2 separate regions of the Pan troglodytes genome follow, and region 1 is linked to region 2. A link is a contact called in public capture Hi-C data. All regions are on one chromosome and are shown on one strand. Each heading gives the region's core, a stretch centred on a gene start, on an enhancer-like site or on the middle of the called end of the contact. The rest is flanking DNA. Distances are from core to core; before and after follow the strand shown.

Region 1 (4,857 bases), core at 1,995-4,494, 93 kb after region 2:
GTTCGAAGCGTTGTCCCAACAATGCAGATGGTTCTGACAAGGGCTCTATATGCTGGCAGAAGGGAGCTTCCAACCTTTTAACTTGAGGAAAATGAATCTCTGAGAGGCTTGGGAGTGTTGCCAGGTGGAGCTTTTCAGGAGACAGGGGTCTTGAGCCCAGGACACCTAACTATCGAGTTTTCACTAGGAGACTTAGTGGTGGCTTTCATGAGGCCAGTCATTCTCAAGGAAGGGCTGGGGGCCATCAGCAATGTCTGGAGACATTTTTGATTCTCACAGCTTGGTGGGGACTGCTATTGGTATCTCATGGGTGGAGGCCAGGGATGCCACCGAACATCCTACAATGCACAGGGCAGCCCCCCACAAATAAGAATTATCCAGCCCCAAAATGCCAATAGTGCCGAGGTCAGGGGACCCTGTGCTGGCCATCCTATCTCTGATTCTGAAACTATGCATGCTTTCCACTTTTCCCCATTTGTGAGTCATTGAATAAATTAAAGCTCTTCTGAGCAGCAGCAGTGATCATGGTCACTGCCCTGAGTTCAAATAATGCCAGCTGAGGACAGTGATCTGGAACTCCCAGCATGTCATGTGGTCTCTTAGAAATCCATGTGACTGTTTCCACCATCTTGGGCATTTGTGGGGACCCCCAGACTGGAGGGAGAAAGCCCTACAAAGTGGATGGGAGTGTGGGGCTGAACTTTTCCCTACCCTTAACTTTGTGTCTCTGGGCCCTCCAGGGACCTGGCCCCTCACCAATGCATATGAAGAGTATGCTTGGGGAAGAGCTTAGGAATGGGGTGGGCATGGGAGTGCTGGGTAGCAGCCTTTGAGCAAATCTGCATCTTCTCTTATTTCTGACCTTTTTCCACGTGCCCAGTCCTATTTCCGCCAGTTGAAGGCATACTAATATTCTTTATACTATTTAATCTTTTGCAGAAACCTTACTATTATAACTTGCTACTCTCCAGATACCAATTCTTCATGCCGAGAGCATCGGAAATGTTTTTGTGTCTTACTGATGTTTTCATGATCAACTTGTAAATGTAAGCAGTTGACTTCATAAAAGGTATTTTAACTATTCTTGGAGTCCTTTGCTACCCAAGCACCTGGTTTCACCATGCGATCACTGACTTTTCTACAGTGAAGACTCTTTCTTAATATAGGATTTCGCTGTGCTCTTTTGATTAAAAATATCTAACCTTAAAAGATGTAAAAATGTATCTGTGAAATCTCACTTTATTAGCGTTGTTGCTGTTTGTCATTTTCTATTATGATAATTGAAAAGAGAAAAGAAGAAAACATGAACTCCTCTGTGTCTGGTTCTCATCTGTGCTTTATGCAAAGGAGACGATCTACTCAGCTTTAAAAGGCTCAGCCCCAGCGTCACCTCCATTCTGATGCTTTTCCTGCCCCACCGAGGCAGGACAGGTCCCCTCCTCCCTATCCCCTCCTGATCCCACTCCATCATCACACCTGTAGCAAATCAAATCACGGAAGCTACAGTCAGTTTTCCCAACTATTTGAGCCATCTAAGAGCAAACTTATTCAATGTGTTATCCCCACCACCCAGCACAGTGCCTGGCTCCTAGCAAACGTCCGATATTCTGTGAATGAGTGAATGATACCTGAATGACCGGCCCAGTACATTTCAACACTACGAGGAACATGGACCATATCATTTTCCTTATTAGTTCACTGATAGTAACAAACATTCGTATAGCACTTATGAGGTGTTTGGCGCAGTTCTGAGCTCTTTCCACACATGTTAACTCACTTAATCTTCGTTTTACAAATGAGGAGTCTGAGGCATGCAGAGGTTTCTTGCCCAAGGCCATGTAACTGGTGAACCAGGACTGAAAACCTGATTCTGGGTCAGTCCTGGGCTTAGGCCTCAAGAAGCCTTTTTTTGTTCTGTCTTTGGAACCCTGAGGATGCAAGCAAGGCTAGCCTGCTGGATGAGGAGAGACCAGAGCCTGGCCATTCCTAGGCTGCCAACAGTCCAACAGATAAGAGAGCCAAGGGAGGGGTTAGAACAAGAAGGTGTTCCATAATGTCAAGAGCTGCATGGACTTTGTAGGCAGCAACTAAAGAGATCACTGAGGACTGCCTGGAGGAGGCAATACTTAATTTGGTATGGAATCTGCAGAAACAGGTGCACAGCAGAGGTTGCATGGGGTTCGGGCTAGAAGACCAGGCTGGATAAAGGTCAAGGCAGCAGTGGATCTGAGGCTGCTGAGGATGAAGGGATACAGCCAGCTGGAAGGGGCCTTGAATGTCAAGGTGGGCACCATAGTGGGCCATGGGCCACTGTTGGCCATAGGGAAGCAGGGCTGGTTCTCAAGTAGAGAGGCCTGCAGTTTCTGGAGCAGGGAGGCAGCAAGAGAACTGGGAAGGGGCTCTTGATTTTGCCCCTAGAACCTGCCCCTCTGGCGTCTTCCCTAGCTCGCTGGATGGCACCTCCGCCCTGCACCAGCGTGGCTGATAAGGTGGGGTCTCCCTCCCAATCGTGTGCCTTGCAAAGATGGCAGAGGCTTTCACATGGCCCAAAGGACTGCGTTCTCAAGACTGATAAGCATCATTCTGAAATAGCAAAAATGGCTAGCAGCAAGGTTTCTCAAGAAAAGGAGGCATCCCTGGTCCAATGCTGCTGAATTTATGTCTCAAGAAGCTACAGCCAGTCCAGCCCAGGCCACAACGTGTCCCTCACTTCCTGCCCCACCCTCCTTGCTAACATTTAATTGATTTAATTGAATTTTTGGTTTTACCAATCAGAATTGTAAACACATTCATCCTCATGCAATGTGCCTGTTCCTAGTCAACCCTGGTATTGTAAGGGTATGGGCAGCTTTCCTGGAGCAGAATGTCCATCTGTAATGTGGGGCCTGTAAAGAAATAAAGGTTCAAACAACTACAGCTCTTCACTCTGTCCAGGAGTTGGCTATGCTGTGGGTAGTGGGGTGTTCCTCTCCCCTAGGGATGAGCCGGTCCCCCATTAGCTGTGTACCCTTGGAGGGCTAATGCCTCCTCTGGCTCACCCCTCTGTCCTCCCCAGTGCCCAGCCCAGGGATAACAGTGTCAGGCTTTCCATAAATGAACTAATGAGGGGGGCAGGGATGAACACCGCAGCCTCCCTTCGGTGCCTGCTGGAATGGCCAGGCTCTGCATCCGCTCCCCAGAGCTGCCTGAGCCTTTAGGGTTGGAGGAGGGGGAGAGGAAGGGGAGGGACGGGTTTCTAGGGCTGAGATGGGCCCCTTAGTGATGCTGGTGGGGCTGCCTCTTTATTTAGCTGCCTGCTACCCATGGTCTCCAAAGCCTGCCCTTGCTGGGGATTTTCCATTTGGCTTCCAGTGACTCAGGCTCCCGCAGGGTGCTGGCCTTACCAGGCAGCAGAGATGGCCCCACGATTAATATTGATACAAGCCAGCTGCTGAGGCCTCTTTCACAAGCAAGACAAATAATATTAACTACCACAGCAACCGGCATCTGAGCCGCGCTGCCCTCAGGGTTTGCAAGCGCTTTCCATTCCAGCTTTCCATCCTCTGAACAGGTGACCTGTGTCGGCCCCTCCCATGCCCCAAGCACAACCAGGCAGGGCACCTACTCTCTGTCTTGTGTGGTGGGGGGTTGGGGGAGGCAAAGGATCAGATGAAGACAATGGGTTGTAACTGCATGATAGTGAGAAGCTGAAATGGGCCGGGGCTGAGTGGGGCCTCCTAACCAGCCTAGCACTCCAGGCCAGAACGCCAGGGAGACAAGCCTCCAGTTTTTAGAAAACAAAACTGAAGTTCATCGACTTGTTCATTCAATAAGCAATGACTGAGCACCTGCTATGAGCCAGGCACTGTTCTAGACACTCAGGGTGTATAGTGAACAAAACAAAGCCCCCACCCTGCTGATGGCAAAGGGAAGGTAGACAAGAAGCCAATAAAGAAATAAAGATCAAGCCTTACTTTCTGAAAAACCAAAAGAAAGAAACAGTGAAAGAATGCGCTATGGAATGGAGACAAATGTTGGGGGAAACAGAAAGTAAGTGTGGGGCTGGAGCGGGAGGGGCATGCGGTTTTCGAGAGGATGATCAAGACACTCCTATCCCCAGGGGAGAGGTGGTGCCAGTGTCTCAGGACAGGGTGACAGTTCAGAGAGGTGACCTGACAACGTGCCTGGCCACCCCAAGCTTCTGGATAGAGAGAGTTTTGTACTCAGTTCTTACAGAGTATTGTCTTGTCCCAGAAGTGCTCTTGGAAATAGCATCATTCATTCATTCATTCATTCATTCATCCATTCCTTCATCCATTCCTTCACTGAGTCTCTACTCTGAGCTGGACAGGCAAGAATACACCCTGGCTCCTGCCCCCACGGTACTCACGGTCCAGGCTTGAAGTCCCTGTGTCGTGATCACGGTTGGGGCAGCAGGACCCAGTTCTCCCCTGAGATTAAGTCTCAGAAGACACCTGGTTAACCAGCCAAAGTCTGCATGAGGGTGACACTGGCTGCAGAGTGCTGCCCACAGGGAAGGCTCAGGTGGTGCCTTATACCTCGTTGGACCCTTCTGAGTGGGAAAGGCACTTCCCTGTGTGGCTCCCGCGGGTGCTGCTGGGGCCTAGCACCCTAGCACCTATCTCAAGAAGTCAGACATGGCTGCTGGGGCTGGTGCATGCTGGTCTTGGACTCTCAGCATCTGTTGTCACTCCTTTCGGTAAAGCATGCTATTTCCTCTTGGGGAGCCACAATCCGCAGTCTGTGTACTCGATCCCTCCTGGGCTGGGTAGCCTGAATGCCCCATGGCCACAATGATATGTGCAGGGTGTGTGCCTGGCTCTGGCCTGGGCAGTGGTGACCTTGCAACCCCCTGAT
Region 2 (4,738 bases), core at 1,602-4,101:
ATACAAATGCTTCTCTCAGTTTGGTGTATCTCTTTCCAGATGTTTGTCCATGCACTTGCAAACATATAGATATTTATTTAAACAAAAATGAGTTCACATAGAATCATTATTTCACTGTTGTGATATACTTATTGTCTTAAAATATATCTTATATTTACATACTATGTTCAAAATTTCATGATGAGCAGAATTTGTTTTTGCAAAATAATCCATTAGAGTGGATGAAACTAATGAGGTCTTTGATTGATTATTGTTGTAGCTGGGTGATGGGGTTCATTATACTGCAATCTGCCATAATACAGTTTTAAAAAATACTCATAGACTTCCATTCTCCACTTAGGAGATAGGCAAATGGAAAAAAAAATCGCTTCCATCTTTACAACAACAAATATGCTGGACAACCTGTAAATCTTGCACCTGTTAAAGAACTGAGGTCACAGGGCAACCAACTAATGTGAAATCTAAGGAAATACAGGATCCCCCAAGAAGAAAGGGGAGGTGAGCCCTTGCTTACCTGTGGTAAATCTCACCAGACACTGGTAAGAAAAATCAGCTAAAAATGCTAACAAATTGCTAAAGGACAAATACAGACAGGTGAGAGGATATAGAACTACTGGGAATCACAAGCACAAGGGGAATATGTAACTGCTAGCTAGCTGTTCTCCAAGCTAGATGATTACAAGAAAGATGGGGTCAGAGCATGAGTGCTAAGAGGCATCACTGATGGTGCTGACCCAGGAGAAAGGCACAGTAGTCACTGTGAGAAAAACATTAAAACCTACCTGGATCCTTTTTTCTATGTCTCCTACAGAACAAATGGCTTATACCCCTGGGGAAAGACAATATACACTCTGTCACACTTAGCACATTGATGGAAACCCATTCTAGCTGGGAGAAGGAACATAAAAATACATTCTACCTTTGCAGAAGGTGCAAGATCACTGTCCCCTGACCAGACCCACAGTTGGAAGTGTGCGATACTGCTGAGAAGGCCCCATCTCCAAGACCCAGGGACACAGTTCTTGCCTCTAAAACTGAGGCTTAGCCAGAACAGGAGAGGATGCCCCAGCTCTGTCTCTCTTTAGAGGCAGAAATGACTTCATGGCCAATGACTTGTGTGATCACACAGCCCATGCTTAGAAGGGTCCTGCATTTGGTTTAATACTCTACTATTGCCATCCTGACAGTTTTAATACTTTTTGAGCAAGGAGCCCTTCATTTTTATTTTTCACCTGCAAACTCTGTAGCACATCCTGTCAACAGGCTACAACAGCGTCAAGTAACAAATAACAGCAGTTTCCAGCTGGGAAAGTGACAAGAGCATGAAGAGAGACTCTTTCTCTCTTTCTCTCTCTGTCTCTCCAGGCATGGCACAAAGGAAAACTTAAAGTCAAGGGTGAAGCAGATATTGACTAAAAAAAAAACACTCTTTAAAAGCAGCCCATATGCTAGATATGACTTCATTGGTGAATTCTACCAAACATTCAAGGAAGAAATATGAATTACACACAAACTCTTCCAGAATGTAGAAGAGGAGGAAAAACTTCCCAGCTCATTTTCTGAGGCCAGCATTACACAGGTACCAAAACCATCCAAAGAAATTCAACACACACACACACACACACACACACACACCCAACTAGAGAAGAATATCACTCATGGATACAGATACAAAAAATTCTTCAGCAAAAATATTAGCAAATTGTGCCATATATATGTACGTATATGGTAATACATTATTACTAAGTGGGATCTTTTGCAGGAAGTTCAGGCCATTTCAACATCCAAAAATCAATCAATGTAATTAATCACATCAACAGACTAAAAATGAAAAACTATGTGACCCTCTCTATAGATGCAGAAAAAAATAATTTAATACAATTCAACAAGTCTTAAAAAATATTGAATAGAAAGAAACTTTCTTAACTCAAGAAAAGATATGTACCAAAAAAAAAAAAAAGCCACAGTTAATATCATACTTAAAATAGAAGGCTAAATATTTTCCCCAAAGATCAACAACAAGGCTGGGATGCCCCTCCTCACCATGCTTATTTAACATCATACTGGAGTTCCTAGCTAGTTTAATAATGTAGTAAATAAATGTCTCTGCTTGCAGACAATGTGAATTTCTATGTAGAAAATCCCAAAGAATCTACCCAAAAAGCTACCAGAACTACTAATTTTCACAAGGTCATAGGATTAAAGGTCAACATTTAAAAATCAATCAGGGAGTGGGGTCAAGATGGCTGACTAGAAGCAGCAAGGGTCGGAGGCTCCCACCGAGAAGAAACAAAACAGCATGCAAATCCTACACCTGCAACCAAGATATTCAGGTTCTATCATCAGGACTAACTAGGTGGTTGGCATGACCCACGGAGAGCAAAGAGAAGCAGGATGGTGCATCAGCCTACCTGAGAGCCACACGGGGCAAAGGGAGCACCCCCATGCCCAGCCAAAGGAGGCGGTGAGTGAGTGTGCTACCCAGCCTGAGAAATTGTGCTTTTTCCACAGATCTGTGCAACCCACAGATCAGAAGTTTCCACTCATGAGCCTGCGCCACCAGGGCCTTCAGTCCCAACCACAGAGCCACACAGATTCTCAACAGCCTCTCAGCTGAAATCTGCTTAAGACTACAGAGTTCCCAGCAGGAGGGGCGGCCATCATCACTGTGCCTGCCTGTTGTCTAAGTCATCTGAGCTCCCTAGGGGAGGGGCAGCAACCATCACTGTGGTTGCCAGCTGCCAGCTGCCTAAGACAACTGAGATTCCTGAGAAAGGGGCAGCCATCATCACTGTGGCTGCCAGCTGGCTAAGAAAGCTGAGCTCCCCAGGGAAGAGACGGCAGACATCACTCCGGCTGCTAGCTGCCTAAGACACGGAACTCCTGGGGAGTGGGGAGGGCAGCAGCCATCACTATAGCTCCAGGCTGCATTTCTCCCCTGCTAGAGCCACGGAAACTGCATGGCTTGGTCCGAAGAGGTATTCCCTACAGCATAGCACACCAGCTATGGCAGACTATGGCCAGACTGCCTCTTTAGGCTGGACCCTGACTCATCCCACCTCACTGGGCGGGGCCTCCCTGTAGGAACTCCAGTAACTCCAGCCAGGGGCTTAGGGGCAGAGCTCTGATCTCCCTGGGCCTGAGCCCCTATGGGGAGGGGTGGCCATGGTCTCTGTGGACCTGCAGACTTAGTCTCTCTGCCTGCTAGCTCTGAGGAATCTGAGCAGCCCAGATTAGTGGGTTTCCCCTCAGTGCAGCACACCCCCTCCACCAAGAGACAGCCAAAGTGCTTCATTAAATGGGTCCTGATTCCCATGCCCCCCAGTTGGGTGAGAGCTCCCAACAGGGGTCGCCAGACACCCTATACAGGAGCACTCCTACTGCCATCAGGTCAGTGCCCCTTGAAGTCAGAGATCCCAGTAGAAGGAGCAGGCACCCATCTTTGCTGTTCTCCAGCTTCTTCCAGTGACATCTCCAGGTGGGGGAAGGACCCAGATGAATAGGGCCTCAGCAAACTGCAGCAGCCCTACAGAAGAGGGATCTGACTGTTGAAATAAAAACAAACAAACAGAAAACAACAACAAGAGCTTCAACAAAAAAGTCCCCACAGAAAACTCGTCCAAAGGTCAGCAGCCTCAAAGATTGAAACTAGACAATCTCATGAAGATGAGGAAGAATCAACAATAAAATGCTGAAAACTCAAAAGGCCAGAGTGCCTCTTCTCCAAATGATTGCAACACCTCTCCAGCAAGGGCACAGAACTGGACGGGGAATGAGATGGACAAATTGACAGAAGTAGCCTTCAGAAGGTGGGTAGTAACAAAATTCACTGAGATAAAGGAGCATATTCTAACCCAATGCAAAGAAGCTAAGAACCATGACAAAAGGTTACAGGAGCTGTTAACTAGAATAACCAGCTTAGAGAGGAACATAAATGACCTGATGGAGTTGAAAAACACAGCACAAGAAATTTATGATCCAAATATAAATGTCAGTAGCTGAATCAATCAAGTCAAACAAAGAATATCAGAGCTTGAAGACTATGCTGCTGAATTAAGGGAGGCAGGCAAAATTAGAGAAAAAAGAATGAAAAGAAATGAACAAAACTTCCCAAAACAATGGGACTATGTAAAAAGACTAAACCTACGACTGATTGGAGTACCTGAAAGAGATGGGGATAATGGAAACAAGTTGGAAACACACTTCAGGATATCATCCAGGAGAACTTCCCCAACCTAGCAAGACAGGCCAATATTCAAATTCAGGAAATATAGAGAACCCCAGTAAGATACTCCATGAGAAGATTAACTCCAAGACACAAAATTTTCAGATTCTCCAAGGTTGAAATGCAGGAAAAAAATGTTAAGGGCAGCCAGAGAGAAAGGCTGGGTCACCTACAAAAGGAAGCAGTGGACCTCTCAGCAGAAACCCTACAAACCAGAAAAGAGTGGGGCCAATATTCAAAATTCTTAAAGAAAAGAATTTTCAACCCAGAATTTCATATCCAGCCAAACTAAGCTTCATAAGCAAAGGAGAAATAAAATACTTTTCAGACAAGCAAATGCTGAGGGAACTTGTCACCATAAGGCCTGTCTTGCAAGAGCTCCTGAAGGAAGCAATAAATATGGAAAGGAAGAACTGGTACCACCCACTGCAAAAACACACTGAAATACTAAGACCAATGACACTATGAAGAAACTGCATCCACTAGTGTGCAAAATAACCAGCTAGCATCATG

The links. Capture Hi-C pulls out chosen DNA fragments and counts their contacts.
Region 1: a contact with region 2 is called in a capture Hi-C map of stem cell-derived neural stem cells, with 3 times the contacts expected there. The contact joins two enhancer-like sites. A contact is called at or near these places in 4 of 7 Hi-C or Micro-C datasets (blood, induced pluripotent stem cells and stem cell-derived neural progenitor cells) and 1 of 1 other capture datasets (stem cell-derived neural stem cells).

What each region holds. Positions count from the first base shown.
Region 1 is chr15:94,093,942-94,098,798 of NHGRI_mPanTro3-v2.0_pri, forward strand. No RefSeq gene overlaps it. Among named protein-coding and RNA genes, the nearest start is that of C14H14orf132, 55 kb to the left of the region's middle. Within about 2 kb of position 3,245, at least 8 of the 24 cell types and tissues checked have an H3K27ac peak or open chromatin away from gene starts, as enhancers often do. A contact at or near this core is called in stem cell-derived neural stem cells, where this site is marked.
Region 2 is chr15:94,000,975-94,005,712 of NHGRI_mPanTro3-v2.0_pri, forward strand. No RefSeq gene overlaps it. Among named protein-coding and RNA genes, the nearest start is that of C14H14orf132, 38 kb to the right of the region's middle. Within about 2 kb of position 2,852, at least 4 of the 24 cell types and tissues checked have an H3K27ac peak or open chromatin away from gene starts, as enhancers often do. A contact at or near this core is called in stem cell-derived neural stem cells, where this site is marked.